Regions from separate parts of the Mus musculus genome. Here region 1 is linked to region 2. The links are chromatin contacts, called in public Micro-C maps. All regions are on one chromosome and are shown on one strand. The core of a region is the stretch at or near the end of the contact, and the rest is flanking DNA. Distances in the headings are between cores, read along the strand shown.

Region 1 (7,776 bases), core at 214-2,713, 300 kb after region 2:
ATGAAATCTGTCATTGTATATGATTAATGTACGGTAGACTAGTCTCATATAGACTAGTCTCATATGTAGTGTCTCTCCCAGTTTGTTAGTCTCCTGTCGGGCTCTTCCCCGTCTAGCCTGGAATCGCTATTCTTCTTCTGGCTCCCCAACCAGAATCTGTAGATTCTTGCCTTGGATTGGTTGCATCAGCAACAGACATCCTCTGTCATGGCATCTAAGCCATTCTAGGACCACTAACGTAGCTCTCTGCTTGTCTTTGTGCAGTTTTCTCTCTCTGGCCTTCGGTGCTTATCCTGAACCTTGAAGCCCCAGCTTATACTCTCCGCAAGTGCACTCTGATGCTTATCTAGGTAGAATGAAGGTTATCTGGTGTTTGTGGTTAAGATTCTGTAGATTAGAAAAAATAGACGTGTAAAATTTGAGCTCTCCCTCTCCTCCCCCCCCTTTTGTGTGTGTGTGTGTGTGTGTGTGTGTGTGTGTGTGCATGCGCCTGGGAACAACCTATAGGAATCATCTGCTCTCTCCTTCTACTGTGTGGGTTCCAGGGACTGAACTCAGGTTTTCAGGCTTGAAGACAAGCATCTGTACCCACTGAGTTTTCTCACCGGTGGGCCCTGGCTAATGTGTCTTTTTGAGAAGGATTAATCTATGCATTTGATGAGAGTTCCCCCAACAGTCCAGTTAACAGAATTTCTACTTATATATGTCAGGCATACTTCCCCTAACTTTGTGACTCTATATTCACAGACTTACCAAGGCTAGTAACCATTTTTGGCTCCTGGTTTCTAGTATCAGATGTTGTGTGTGTCAGAGCTAATGCTGGGTGCCTTCCTCCACTACCATGCCTTATTTTATGTGTAAGTGTCGGTGCCTGCATCATGAGCTGTCTGATTTTGGTGCTGGGAACCAAACCTAAATCCTCTGCTAAGCAATCTATCCAGCCCCAGGGTCTCTCACGGAGTTCTCAGCCTTCATAATCCTCTGGGACAGTAGTTCTCAGCCTTCACAATGCTGCACCCCTTTAATACAGTTCCTCGTGCTGTGATGACCACCAGCCATACAATTATTTCTTTGCTACTCCATAGTTGTGATTTTGCTACCGTTATAAACTGCAGTGCAAATTATCTAGCCTGCGTGACCCCCAGGTTGAGAACCACTGCTCTAGGTCTGCCAGTCTCCATCTGCTCCCGGGGGCAGGGTTACATACAGATTTGTATCTCTGTACTTCAAATTCAGGTTCAAATGTGTAACCCTCAAACACTTAACTCACAGAGCCAGCTTCCCTTGTCCCTCCTCCTATCCAGGCTGTCTTCTCTGCAACATTGCTGACTGCTGACCCTCAGCTCCACAGGCTGAACCCCCTGCATTGGCTCTTCCTTTCTAGCTGGTCTCTTTCACTCTTCAATGCCCACACACCAGCAACAGCATCCACTGAGATTCACTGTAGCCCTTTCTTCTCAGCTCATGCCCAGGCATGCCCTACGATCACAATCAGTACATGTACACACCTCTGGCATGTGCTCAACAGATAGCACTAGTTGGTTCTGCATATTGTCTGCCCCACTAGACTGGTGAGTTAAAGGTCATGTCTTATGTATTTTTGTATTCTCAGATCAGCACTTTACATATTGTATAGGCTCGATAAATACACGGCAACAGGAGCTGACTTAGTGTTCTTTCCTAGACATTTGTCTAGAGTGGAAACAGTTTCCGGGGGAGGCTTCAACAGGCCATTCTTTCCTTGTGTTTTTTCCTCTTCCTCTCAGTATGCTGCTAGATTTTTGGCTGTAGTTAATTACTGAGTTGGTTTAAATGACCCCAGAACCTTCTCCCAAATTCTAACAGAAACCCCAGAGCTCTGGAACAAGCACAGTTTGTGTCATTAACACTTAAATCACTGCGGTTACTGCCCACGTTGGAGATTGGTAGTTTGCTAGGAACATAAGCAAAATCCACTTTGGAACAGCTTCCTGTGCAAGAACAATCCCTCGCCTTCTTGGCTCTGAAAGCATACATTTACGAATGATCTAACTGCTGTGTCTGAGAGGCTGGAAGCACCATAGCAACTTATTTAATTGCGAATGATAATACAACTGTAAATTAAAAATGACCTCTACTCAAATCCACTGAAAAGCCATGCCTAACTACTCCATGCTAGGCTTTTGCCAACGGTAGGTTTCTCTTTTCCCTCCTCTAGATTTTGTTTGCCATGAATATACGCCATTGTTCTGAGAACCATGCCTTCCCTTCCTCTGAGGGATCCTATGGTTCAGAGTCAAGAAATACACACAGCACTGAGAGAACCCAAGGACACCCAGTCCAAGTCACCCTGACCCCTGATTGACAGCTAACTTCGGGTTGCTAACACTACATCCTGTCTTGGGCTTGAAGGAGTGAAGTCCAGCCTGTTTGCTACCCTGACTAACCTGTATCCAGGGCCGCTGTAGCCACTGCCCTTCTATGTAAGAGATGTGATTGATTTCGGGGTTGGGGCTTTCTGGCTGCTGACTGGGTTGGAGTTGGAAATCCTATTTTTTCATTATTTTCTTATTTGTGGAGGGGAAAGTCTAAATATATCCTTTTGAATTGCGGTGTGATTTATAAACGACAGCAGGCTGTGGTGAGCTAACTGCGATGGCCTTACTCTCCATCGTCCCTGTTTGTGGTAGATGGATGTACTTCTTGATGTTAGGGGTTTGAGGGCGGTGAACGAGGAGGGGACGAGCAGGCATTTTAGACACAGTCCATCTCCTGGACAGCACCAAACACCAGCCCCAAAGCTAATGTGCGCCCTGTGTGCCTGCCCCCTCCCACTGCTGTTCTACACAAAGATTCTGAGACATGGGTTAGCAGTTACCTACTGAAAAGGAGATTCACAATGGGCAGACGTGGACACTGACAAATCTGGGGTGAACTCAGGACTGATTGACATACCTACCATAAGAAACACTGGAATTTTCATTAGAACCCTGGCGGGAATCAAAGGTAAGATGGACTCCATGGTCCCAGCACAGGCTTTTGACCCTGCAGTCAGTTCCATGATAGTGCTTCTCGCTCATCGCAGCTGAACTGGAAAACATGGTGCAGCCCATGCAGGCCTTTAGCCTGTGATTCTCCTGCCTTAGGCTCAATAGTGGGGTTGCAGGTCTGTGCCACCAGCATCTTCACTCCTCCTCCCCCACCCGAATTCTTTTTCTCCTTCCCATCACCTGCATAATAGTCCACAATGACTGGCTAACCAGAAGAAACCTGTTCAGGATATTCTTGCTGCCAGTACTGCTTGCTTCAGGAAAGCTAAGAATATCAAAACAAAGAAAAACAAAAAAGGAAGATTCCAACTTCTCAGATATAGAGGACATTTTATTCATATATGTATATATAAAACTATACTTCAAAATGATCCTTTTCTAAAAGCAGCCTTTCCTAAATGAAACGGCTACAAGGAGTATACAACCTTTCAACCTTGTACACACCATGGTCACAGTTAAACAATTTCTGGGTGGTGCTGAGAACTGGGGATGGAGCCAGGACTTCACGCTCACCCACATGCCTGGGCCCCGTTAGAGTGGGTTTTTAAAGCTGTAAACAAAACAACAACAACCAAACAAAAAGCTCTTCTACAGCAGCACAAGGCTCTGTATCTGCAGCCCAGACGAAGCCTCAGTATGGCAGCAGAAGTCAGGTAGGTGGTGCTTCGTGGTCTCTCATCTGGAGCCACTTTCCTCGATGTAGACTCCTCCTCTCAGGTATAATGCCCTGGAGAGGCTTTTCTAGAAGCACCAATAACACCATGGAGAAGTGGAAGCGGACGAGGCCTCGAGCTTATGAGCTCTGCACCACTGTCATGTATTTCACAATGGTATCAACATGATTAGTCTGCATAAGAACCATAGTATCATGTAACAGCGAATGATTTATGTGACTCTGAAACATGGAAGGCTCAGATCTATACACATAGCAATCTCACACCTAACAAAGGATAAATGAATAAGTGAATGTGTTCTTAAAGCTAAATAAATGAAAAAACTCATGTAGACTATGTCCCCCACCCCACAAGCAGAGCTCAGTTTTCCCTGTGGAGGCCAATCTGAAAGTCTTATCCTGGGTTGGCCAGGTCCTCTCTTGTTTTAGTCCCTCATCTTCCCCTACTACTAAAACCAACCGTCTGCTCACCAGTGATGTGAATACTGTTTGAGGCTGAGCAGTCGGACCTGGACAAGGCCATCCAGGGAATTGATGGCCAACGTTAGTGGTGAGACACCAGGGTTTGACCTGGTGCTAGTAACTCCTTTCTTCTTCACTCCCTGTAAAACATGGCCAGGGGTTGCAGGGCTGCTTTTATTAGGAAATGCTGACTGTCAGGGCAGTGGACTCCAGCAGGCCTCTGCTCTTTGGAAGATGGGATGATATGAGGAACATCTTTCTGTAATGCACACAGAGCTGCTTCATTTTTTTATGGTCAATATTAATTGAGATTTATGTCTCCATGTGGCCAAACCTCCCTGGAAATGGCATATACTTTACTGCAACTGTCATCTGGGTAACAGAAAATAGCACTGGCTCCAGGGTGCCAGCGAGGTAATCATACATCTGGTGGGCTGTCCTTTATCTGAGGTCACAGGAAATAGTAAGCATAGTACAGATATTCCTAACCCCTTCCACTGAGAAAGCAAGGCCAATGAGTGTCCAGAAGTGGTATTTTTACTTTTAAGATTATTTTTAAAGTTATGAGTCTGAGTGTCATTTTGTACATGGGCACAGATGACCATGGACCCCAAGAGGGGTCAGACCCCGTGCAGCTGGAGTTACAGGGAGTGTGGACACCAGGTGTGGGTGCTGGGAACTGAGTCAGGTGATTTGCAAGAGCTGTACACGCTCTGCCGACAGCTACCTCCTTTAAATTGATTGATTTCTTAGTATTTTAACTTTAAAAAGAGGCTGGAGAAATGGCTCAGCAGTTAAGAACACCGACTGCTCTTCCAAAGGTCCTGAGTTCAAATCCCAGCAACCACATTGTGGCTCACAACCATCCGTAAGGAAATCTGATACCCTCTTCTGGAGTGTCTGAAGACAGCTACAGTGTACTTACACATAATAACTTTTAAAAGTAACAAATTTCACAAAATATGTTAGGTTTTCTAATAGCTAAAAAAACATTTTCCTCTCATGGGGGGGGGGATAATCACAATATGAAAAGGACAGAATAAATACTCCTTTTTCTTGGATTTTTGAGACAGGGTCTCTCTACACAGCACTGGATGTCCTGGAATTCACTCTGTAGAGCAGGCTGGCCTTGAGCTTACATAGATATGCCTGCCTCTGCCTTCCAAGTGCTGGGATTAAAGGCACTCATGACCATGCTAGTCAGAATTAATACTCTTGTATAAAGTTTTATATGCAGAAACCCATTCACTTTAGCCAAAGGGTAGATCTATCTAAATCTATGGGGACAAGAAGTCTGTTTAATTTACTCAAAATAATTCAGGTTTTAAGAAGCAGCAGTCCTTGAATAGGCTGTTTATACCAGTATAAAAATTGTGCCACTATTAAGAAATACTTTATATTGTAATTTGAACAGTTTGCCTAATTTTTATAAAGTTCACATGAATTGGGAATCAAAACATTTTCCCATTACAACTCTATGCTTTGTGAAAACTAGAATACAGAGTCGGCAGAACAAAAAAACCTGCTAGAAATGCCCAGAATTCGCATTTAGCTTTTCTCTCCCTCATTAGGAGTGTCTGTTTAACAGCTCAAGAGGCATTGCTTACAGCACTAAACCATATAATACTCCCACTGGGTGGTTGCGAGTACAGATTCCCCATTTCCAGTGATTATTTGGTTATTTTTAAAAGCCATCCAGAATTAATATTCCAGTAAACCAGATACAAAGTGCTATATACATATATGAATCAGATGATCACATGTGACGTTCCAAGATGCAGGCAGCTTTGGTGAGACCATGAAGACAGCATCCTAGACTTCACATGAATGAGAATAGGTGAGTATAATGTCCTTCAGATTGCCTCCCCTACAAATATTTACTGTTAAAATCACAATATTTCCTTAACCTGAGATAATCCAAACAGCTTCTTTACCTTAAAACCAATAAAAACAATTAACCTGACAGGAACTAAATAAATACAACAGCAGGAAGGACAAACCCCCATGCTCTGTATAGACTAGGTTCAGTTTGGAAGACAAGCTAAGAAATTTAAAATTGATGGATTTGCAAGGGCCTGTGTGATGGTTTGTATGTGCTTGGCCCAGAGAGTGGCACTATTAGAAGGTGTGGCCTGTTGGAGTAGGTGTGTCACTGTGGGTGTGAGTTTTAAGACCCTCATCCTAACAGTATTCTGCTAGCAGCCTTCAGATGAAGATGTTGAACTCTCTGCTCCTCCTGCACCATGCCTGTCTAGATGCTGCCATGCTCCCACCCTGATGCTAATGGACTGAACCTCTGAACCTGTAAGCCAGCCCTAATTAAATGTCCTCACAAGAGTTGCCTCGGTCATGGTATCTGTTCACAGAGGTAAAACCCTAACTAAGACAGCCTGACACAATGATTCTAGGGCAGGTTAAATATATTTGAAGAAAAATGTCCAGACTGTGGTAGAGAGTATACAGTCTCACCCAGAACTAAGGAAACATGTAAGACACCATAAAAAATTAGGGGCTGTAGTATTGTGGGGATGGACTCTTAAAATAATTACATGAAGAAAAGCCAAGAACACCCAAAATCATTCCATTCTATATAAGAACACAGATTGTCTGTCCCCATAGTACTTTAAAGGATACAGACCATGGCAAATTTATATGTTTTTAAAGATCATTCTCTAACAAATTATGGTGGCCAGACAAACATCACACGGGGAAATCTCTCTTATGTAACAATGCAGTAAGCTGAAAAACATTTTAAAGTTCATATTATCCTTTAAAATCACACCTGAATATCGATATCTATTTCATGATACTACAAATCACGAGGAACTTAAGAAGCATCCTCAGCTCTCACACAATTCCTTAACCAACATCCCAGACTCTCATAGATGGACCCATGGGATTATGGATATTTAAGGCGTACCAGCTGACACTCAACTTACAGAGGCCTTCTGGAGCAATGCATGTTTTTCTAACTGTAATGTTGTTCAAAGAACGGTATGGTGGCACTCACCTTTAATCCCAGCACTTGGGGACAGAGGCAGGTGGGTCTCTGGGAGTTTGAGGCCAGCTTGCTAGTAGTATACACAGTGAGTTCTGGGCCAGCCAAGGTTACACAGTGAGACCCCGTCTCAAAAATCAACAAGCAAGTGAACAATTAAACACACACAAATGCCCCTAATGGACCACATGACCCCTCAAGCTGCACACCACACTCTGTGAAGAGCCCTTTCTCTTCATTGAAACCCTTTTCTAGTAGCAATGTTCTGTTGGGCTATTGTGAAGACAAAGCTTTTTTTTCCCACTATCTCCCCTCCCCCAACTTTTCAAAAGTCACAATTTATAAAAATGTAGACCCTGAATCTACTTTATACAAAAGGAGACGTATTTGTGCACATAATTACTATTGACAAAGGTATATTCTGAGGGGTTCAGGCTGATCAGTATAAGTGTACCTCACTGAAGTACACTTACTTATAAAAACATGTTGCCTTTGCCATGTGAAAACCGGGTGTTTAGTTCTCTGGATTTCTTTATTAGGGCTTTTTTCTGAGCCTCATCAAACCGATTAACCTTGAGATCTTTATCACGGTCAAATGGTATTCTCTCCTGGTG
Region 2 (7,626 bases), core at 4,691-7,190:
GCTGGAAGTCGGCAACATCTAAGGATCACCTACCTGGTTCTAGTTTTGAAAACACGAGAAAGGCAAGACTGAAGGGGTCATAGAGAAAAGCTGAGGCTACGTAACAACCAAGAGAGGCCGCTGGTGAAAGTCTAGCCTCCACTTCAGTGGAGACTCTGGGATACTGGAGATGCCAGGCGTGTGGAATGTGTGCCAAGGGCAATGGCAAACGTGGGCTGGAGGGGGTCTGAGTCTACTCGACAAGCTGTGCGCTGCAGAAAGCACAGCTGGAGAGGTGGGACTGCCAGAGTGTTGGGGAACAGAGGATGGTGAGTGGAGCCCAGATGCCGGACACTGAGCTATAGGATCTGGATTTTGGTTTTGCTTACACTTGACTGTAACTGTGTCCTCCTCCTTTAGGAATAACACAGTAAATAATTTGGTTTGGGTTTTGGTTGTACAGGAGCCCACAGTTAAAGAGAGTTTGAACTTTTGAAGAGATAGTAAACTTTTAAAGTGTTATGGTTTTTAAAAGATTGTTATACCTTATTACAAAGAACAACAACAACAACAACAAAGCCAGAAAGCCAAGCCCAGAGTGGTGCCACAGAACTTTTTGTGGGAGGCAGAGATAAATGGATCTCCGTTGAGTTCAAGGCAAGCCTGGTCTAACGTGAGTTCCAGGACAGTCGGAGCAGAGAAGCCCTGTCTTGAGAAACTAGAAAAGGAACAAACAAATAAACATAAAGAACCAGAAAGCATCCAAACAACAAAAAAAAAGGTCTCGCTGAAGGCTGGGTCTGCCAGCAGGTGTGGTCCAGGCTGTGCTGACCACAGCAAACTGACAGAGCTCCAGTTATCGTGGGCTGTAACCTGTGTTCAGCTAACAAACCCATTCCTGTCTACGCTCCCCTGTAGAGGAGCGTCCCATTCGTATCTCCAACCTTCATGTGGGGAGTGATTTTCTGAGAACCCCAACTCTACATAGTGAAGACCAAGATGGAGACAGACAGATGTGTCTCAACTTGAGAACTGGCTTTACAGCTTTGCAGACAGCCAGAGTCCGGCGGTGGCTGTAGGTCATCTCCAACCACGCCTCACGTTTCGTCATACACTCGAAGTCAGACTGAAACCCACTGGCCAATTCTCTTTGCTGCATCATAAGCACAACACTGACATCAGCTGTCATTCAAATATTTGATGTCGGGCATTGCTATACATTTTCCACACAAAGGACTTGAAGCAACAAGCCTCCGAAAAGCAACTCTTCAGTCAGGATGAGGCATTGCAGCTGGTGTCTCTCTGAAGGACTGCGTGATCTTTCCTCTTCAGAATATTTTGCAGTCAAACAGTATCTTCCAAAGCTGTTAAATACACATGCCTGTGTGTGTGCTTACTAAAGACTGAGGGGTGTATCTTGGTGACAGAGTACTTAGCAAGCATGTAGAAAGCTAAGGGTTATATATATGAAAGTATCTATACAAAAAAACTCAAAATTTCTCCCTACACTTAAGATATATACTGTTACCCATTCTATTATACCATCTCTTCTATGATAATGAGCATTTATTTCCACCTGAACTTATTTGTACAACTGTAAAGAGAGGCCATTAAAGCACAGAACTTACAGGAAGTAAAATTAATAGGATTACATGAAATTCAAAGGCTTCTTTGCATAAAGAAAACAGTGAAGAGGTAGCTTACAGAAGAGGGTGGGGCATAGGAACCTTTGCCAACTACACATGAGACAAGGGATTAACAACCAGGACATATAAGGAGCTGCAGGTAAATGCAAATTAGGACTGCTTTGAGCTGGGCATGGAGCCACATGCCTTTAATCCCAGCACTCTGGAGGCAGAGACAGGTGGATCTCTGTGAGTTCAATGGCCAGCCTGGTCTACATAGTTCCAAGACAGTCTGAGCTACCTAGTGAGACCCTGTCTTGAAAAAAAAACCAAAAACAAAATAAAAAAATAAAACTGCTTTGAGGTTCCATCTCACTGCAGACAGAATGGCTGTCACCAAGAAAACAAATGAGGGTCACAAGATGGCTCAGGAAAAGTACCTGTCACCAAGCCTGACAACCTGAGTTCAGTCCTAGAGAGCCACAGGACACGTGACTTCTGAAAGCTGTTCTCAGACTCTGCACCTGTGCTGTAGGTTATCTCACGCATGTGACCTCATGTACACGGACACACACACTCACACACACACATACACACACACACACACACTCACACACACTCACACACACACATACACACACACACACACTCACACACACTCACACACACACTCATCCACACTCACATACTCACACACACTCACACACACTCACACATACTCTCACACACACACACACACACACTCACACACTCACATACACACAAATTAATTGATTTTAAAAAGATGGCAAATACTGGTGAGTATGACCTTAAAAGGAAAATATCACTCCCTGCTGGTAGAAATGTAAATTTGTGCAGCCACTATCAAATTAAATATGGAGGGAGTTCTTTAATTTAAAAAAAAAAAAAAAAAGCTGAGCAGACAGATCTCCGAGTTCAAGGATAGCTGGGCTACAGAGCGAGCTCCAGGGCAGCCAGGATTACACAGAGAAACCCTGCCTCAAAAATCAAAAGAAGAAAAAGAACTCCCATATGGTCCAGTTTAGGTATATACCCAAACAATTCCACGTTAACACACCACAGAGACACACGCACATTCATGGTCTATTCACAATACCTTGGGGCACAGAGTACACCTAGATGTCCATCAGCGGATGAATGGATATAGAAAATGTGTTCCACGACTAACATGGTAGCACTCACTTTCCCTCCCAGTACTTGGGAGGCAGAGGCATGTCAATCTCTGTTAGTTCAAGGCCAGCCTGCTCTACATATCAAGTTCTAGGCTAGCCAAAACTACATAGTGAGGCCCCAAAATACCTAGCTCCATAAGGAATATCAAAAATACCAAAAATAAATTAAAAATAAAAATAAGTGATCCACATATATGTCTTAGCTAGGGTTTTACTGCTGTGAACAGACACCACGTCCAAGGCAACTCTTCTAAGGACAACATTTAATTGGGGCTGGCTTACAGGTTCATAGGTTTAAATGAAATCAGGTTCAGTCCATTATCATCAGGGCATCTTCCAGGCAGGCATGGTGCAAGAGGAACTGAGAGTTCTACATCTTCATCTAAAGGCTGCTAGCAGAATACTGACTTCCAGGCAGCTAGGATGAGGGTCTTAAAGCCACAGTGACACACCTACTCCAACAGGGCCTCACCTCCTAACAGTGCCACTCCCTGGGCCAAGCATATACAAACTGTGACAATATACAACAGAATTTTATGCAGCCACAAGAAAAAATGAAATCACGGCATTTGTGGGAAAATGTATACAACTGAAAGTCACTATATAAAGGAATATAAGTTAGGGGGCTGTTGAGATGGCTCAGCAGTTGAGAGCACCGACTGCTCTTCCGAAAGTCCCGAGTTCAAATCCCAGCAACCACATGGTGGCTCACAACCATCTGTAATGGGATCTGACACTCTCTTCTTGAGTGTCTGAAGACAGCTACGGTGTACTTACATATAATAATAAATAAATAAGTCTTTTTTTAAAAAAATAGAATATAAGCTAGACTCCAAAAGACAAACATTCCATGTTTTATGTTCATAAATATATGTGTATGGGCTGGTGAGATGGCTCAGTGGGTAAGAGCACCCGACTGCTCTTCCGAAGGTCAGGAGTTCAAATCCCAGCAACCACATGGTGGCTCACAACCATCCATAACAAGATCTGACTCCCTCTTCTGGAGTGTCTGAGGACAGCTACAGTGTACTTACATATAATAAATAAATAAATATTAAAAAAAAAGAAAAGAGATTAAAAAATAAATAAATAAATAAATATATGTGTGTATTTGTAAGTGTATGTGTACGGATCATGTTACTAGGAAGACAGTCATGAGAAAGGAGGAAAAGACCTTCGGAGAGAAAGGAAACAGCTGATGGACTAGAAAGTAGAAGGGCCGGGGCCTAGCAAACACAGAAGTGGATGCTCACAGTCAGCTAATGGATGGATCACAGGGCTCCCAATGGAGGAGCTAGAGAAAGTACCCAAGGAGCTAAAGGGATCTGCAACCCTATAGGTGGAACATTATGAACTAACCAGTACCCCGGAGCTCTGGACTCTAGCTGCATATGTATCAAAAAATGGCCTAGTCGGCCATCACTGGAAAGAGAGGCCCATTGGACACACAAACTTTATATGCCCCAGTACAGGGGAACGCCAGGGCCAAAAAATTGGGAATGGGTGGGTAGGGAAGTGGGGGGGGGAGGGTATAGGGGACTTTTGGGATAGCATTGGAAATGTAATTGAGGAAAATACATAATAAAAAATATTTTAAAAAATGAGAAAAAAAAGAAAGTAGAAGGGCTCTAACTGGGCAGGCAGTCGATGGAGGGAGGGGGCGGGTGGGTAGGATGAGAAACAAAGCTATGAAGTCAGTGTGATGAAACTCACTGCTTTGTACGATTATTCTTTAAAATTGGCACTGCTAGTACTTCTGCGGGCTCTCCAAGTTCCTCTTATATAATTAATAAATCATTTTCATTTTGGTCTGTTCTTTCAGTGTACAGTCTTAAACCGTAATCACATACTCTTCCCTTCGTGTTCTCATAAATCTCTCCCCCATTACACTGTCTTTTCATAAGCCTTTCCTATTCCTATTCTTCATTAAAAGCACACAGTGAGGGGCCGAGAGATGGCTCAGCCTGTTCTTCCAGAGGACCAGGGTTCGATTCCCACTATCCACATCAAGTGGCTCACACCTGCTTAGAACTCCTGTTTTAGAGAATCTGATGCATTCTGACTTCCAAAAGTACTTCGCATATAAACTCACAGACACATAAATAAGACTGGGTGAATCTTTTTTTAAGTGTACAGGTAAAAAAAAGAAAAAACCAAACTCAACACATACTTATGAAATATGGTGTTTTAAAAACATTTTAGAAATAGTACCATTTTTTCACGAGATAATTAAGCCCATGTTACAAAAGTTGGCAGTGCCACTGCTAAGATCTAAATCCATGCCTTTCAGCTTCACACTAACACATCTCCGAATGTAGAATCTACAAGGGCGTTCGTTCTAGCATTGTTTTGCTATTCTTAGGCAAGAACAATCCTGACTACTGAGTGTTTTGCCTGAAATTACACCTAAAAAGCCTTTAAAACGCATTAGCACGTTAACTTTTCGAGCAATTCATTTGACAGGTTCTTGCGAACTCGCAAGCAGCAACCTAGCTTGTTGTTTCACGAGCAATTTGTGTGTGTGTGTGTGTGTGTGTGTGTGTGTACGCGCGCGCCCCATTACCTTAAAGAAAATGGACATTGTTTATTAACCGCCTATTTAGCAACGCTGATGATTGAACCCGGGACCCTGTATACAATAAATAGCTCAACCACTGAGCAACATCCCCAGCCCTACACCAGCAATTCAATGGATGAAGAGCCCTATCCCGGGTACTGAGCTCGCGGGTGCTGAAGCTGCACCGTCTCTGCCCACGGATGGGAGGGGCGCACACCGGTGGGAGGAAGAAGTGTCGCAGCAAAGGGTGCAACCCTTGAGCCTCCCGGACGCCCCCCTCAGCCATCCTCCGCAGATCCCGCAGAACCACTAGAACCCGGGAGCGAGCCCGGGTCCCAGAGCGAGCCCGGGCTCCGGAACCTCGTACCCACCGAACCCCAGCCCGCGAACCCCAGCGCACTTCAGCCCGGAGCAAACCCGCCGCAGCGGTTCTCTGGCCAGGTCCACAAGGCAGCAGCGCGGCCGGGAACTCACCCCGCGGCGGAGCTCCTCCTGCTACTCCTCGGAGCCAGTGCAGCCGCCTGGGAGCACCTCGGTGCGGGAGCGGAAGAAAAGGCCGCCGAACGGCGGGCGCGGCCCAAGCCGGGAACGGCTCCGCCCGCTTCTCGCCCGGACACGCCCACACCACGTTCTCATTGGTCACTGTCGACACCGGCTCCCTCAAGGCCACGCCTCCAGCCACAGCCAAGGAGACCCAGGAAGAGCGGGTCCCAGAAGCAACCAGACTGGGGTTCTCAGGCTCTCACTGCTGGGAACCGAGCTGCGGGCTGCTCGCTGCTCCCCACTGCCTTCGGTCTGTGAAGGGGAAGCCGGGAAGCCACAGACTCTTCTTCAGAGGGGCTTCTCCGTGTCTCCCAGAACCTCGGCAGTCGCAAAGAATCATCTTGCGTTCACTGTTTTTAACATAGAGCTTTATAATTTGAAATGTGCTGACTGAAAACTGAGAGCCCAGACTCACCAACGCTAGCATTTCGCAACTCTTGCATTCTTTCTGTGTCTATTCCTTTCACACCGAACTCTTGAAAAATTACCACTTATCATATACAAGAGACTGAGTACATTTTCAATCATATCCCATATAAATATGATAATATTTATATCCCCTTGCTGTCTCAAAAGGTCATCCACACATGCGCACAGGAAACTCGGGAGCTACTAAAAATCAACCCAATGCATCTGAATTCACCTCTCGTAAACTTCTTAAACCAGAGCTCTCGTTTTCTTTTTCTTTTTTTCATTAGCTATTTATTTACAATCTGACCGGAGCCTCTAGTTTCCTAAACTCTTCTTAACTTTGGCATAGTTGCGGTCCAGACCAATTGTCTTGTCAAGTTCTGGATTCGTGGGATTATTTCCTCGTGATTAAATTTAGAAACCTTTAGAACAATGGCGGATATTCACAAGACTTCCTTCATTTCTGGACATGCACTCTGCCAGTTTGTCATTGTTACCTACGGAGCAAGGTGCATAGAGCAAGATGCGGCTTGTTCAAGGTTCCTATCTCCTCAACAAAGCCCCTCCTCTTTGCATTGAAAACGGATGTGGACTGCTGGGTTTGTTTCTTGGAAGCCCTTGCTTCTGTGTCCTGGGGATGTTTTATCGTCTAGCACTCTCTGCTCTCCAGCACAATGCCTACCAGTTCTCAAAACCAGTTCTCAATAGTCCTTGCCGATTGTCCTTGGAAAGTTTTGTTATAAAGTTCTTCTGTGTGTTTCCTTTTATATTGTGTCACATAACATAAAACAGTGTAGTTGGGTTCTCTTTAGAAAAAGAACCAATATAATGACTATATTCAAAGGGGATTTATTCAGCCACCTCACATGATATGGTCTGGGTAGTCAGTCCAAGGATGGCTGCCTGCAATGTGAAAAGGCTGGGGGACCTGGCAGCTGCTCATACCAGCAGCCTGGGTGCCTCAGTAGTCCCAATCTGATGCCAAGGCTCCTGTAGAACCAATGGCCTTCAGTCCATCTTGGAGAGCCAATGAAGCCTGGTTCTGGTGCCAGCAAAGGAATTTAGAAGCAATGACAGAAGCGCTCACTAGCAAGAGGCAAAGGCAAGCAAGCAAAGGGTTTTCCCTTGGGGCTCCTTGTATATCAGCTTCTGATAGAAGGTATTGGCCACATTCAGGGGGAGTCTTCCCACTTCAGTTTCCCTGCCCCCACACATCCCTCACAGGCATGCCTAATCTAGATAATACCTCATGGGTATCCCAGGAACCTTGATTCTAGATCTGTCAGGTTGACCATCAGTGTTACCCTCACAAACAATA

The links. A called contact is a pair of places that touch in the nucleus more often than the background predicts.
Region 1: a Micro-C map of embryonic stem cells shows a contact between it and region 2, with 2.1 times the contacts expected there. The contact joins the enhancer-like site here to the promoter of Slc25a30 in region 2. A contact is called at or near these places in 1 of 15 datasets of contacts at CTCF or cohesin (the NIH/3T3 cell line), 3 of 484 Hi-C or Micro-C datasets (the AML12 cell line, cortical neurons and embryonic stem cells), 2 of 115 datasets of contacts at active chromatin or transcription factors (bone marrow-derived macrophages and embryonic stem cells) and 1 of 9 other capture datasets (adipose tissue).

What each region holds. Positions count from the first base shown.
Region 1 is chr14:76,082,893-76,090,668 of GRCm38.p6, forward strand. Gpalpp1 (GPALPP motifs containing 1) reads right to left here. Exons shown (of 8, transcript NM_026177.3): 8 at 3,340-7,776. The coding sequence ends at 7,636. Among named protein-coding and RNA genes, the nearest start is that of Gpalpp1, 24 kb to the right of the region's middle. Within about 2 kb of position 1,464, at least 36 of the 459 cell types and tissues checked have an H3K27ac peak or open chromatin away from gene starts, as enhancers often do. A contact at or near this core is called in embryonic stem cells, where this site is marked.
Region 2 is chr14:75,781,097-75,788,722 of GRCm38.p6, forward strand. It overlaps Slc25a30 (solute carrier family 25, member 30), which reads right to left and starts at 5,941. Exons shown (of 10, transcript NM_026232.3): 1 at 5,829-5,941.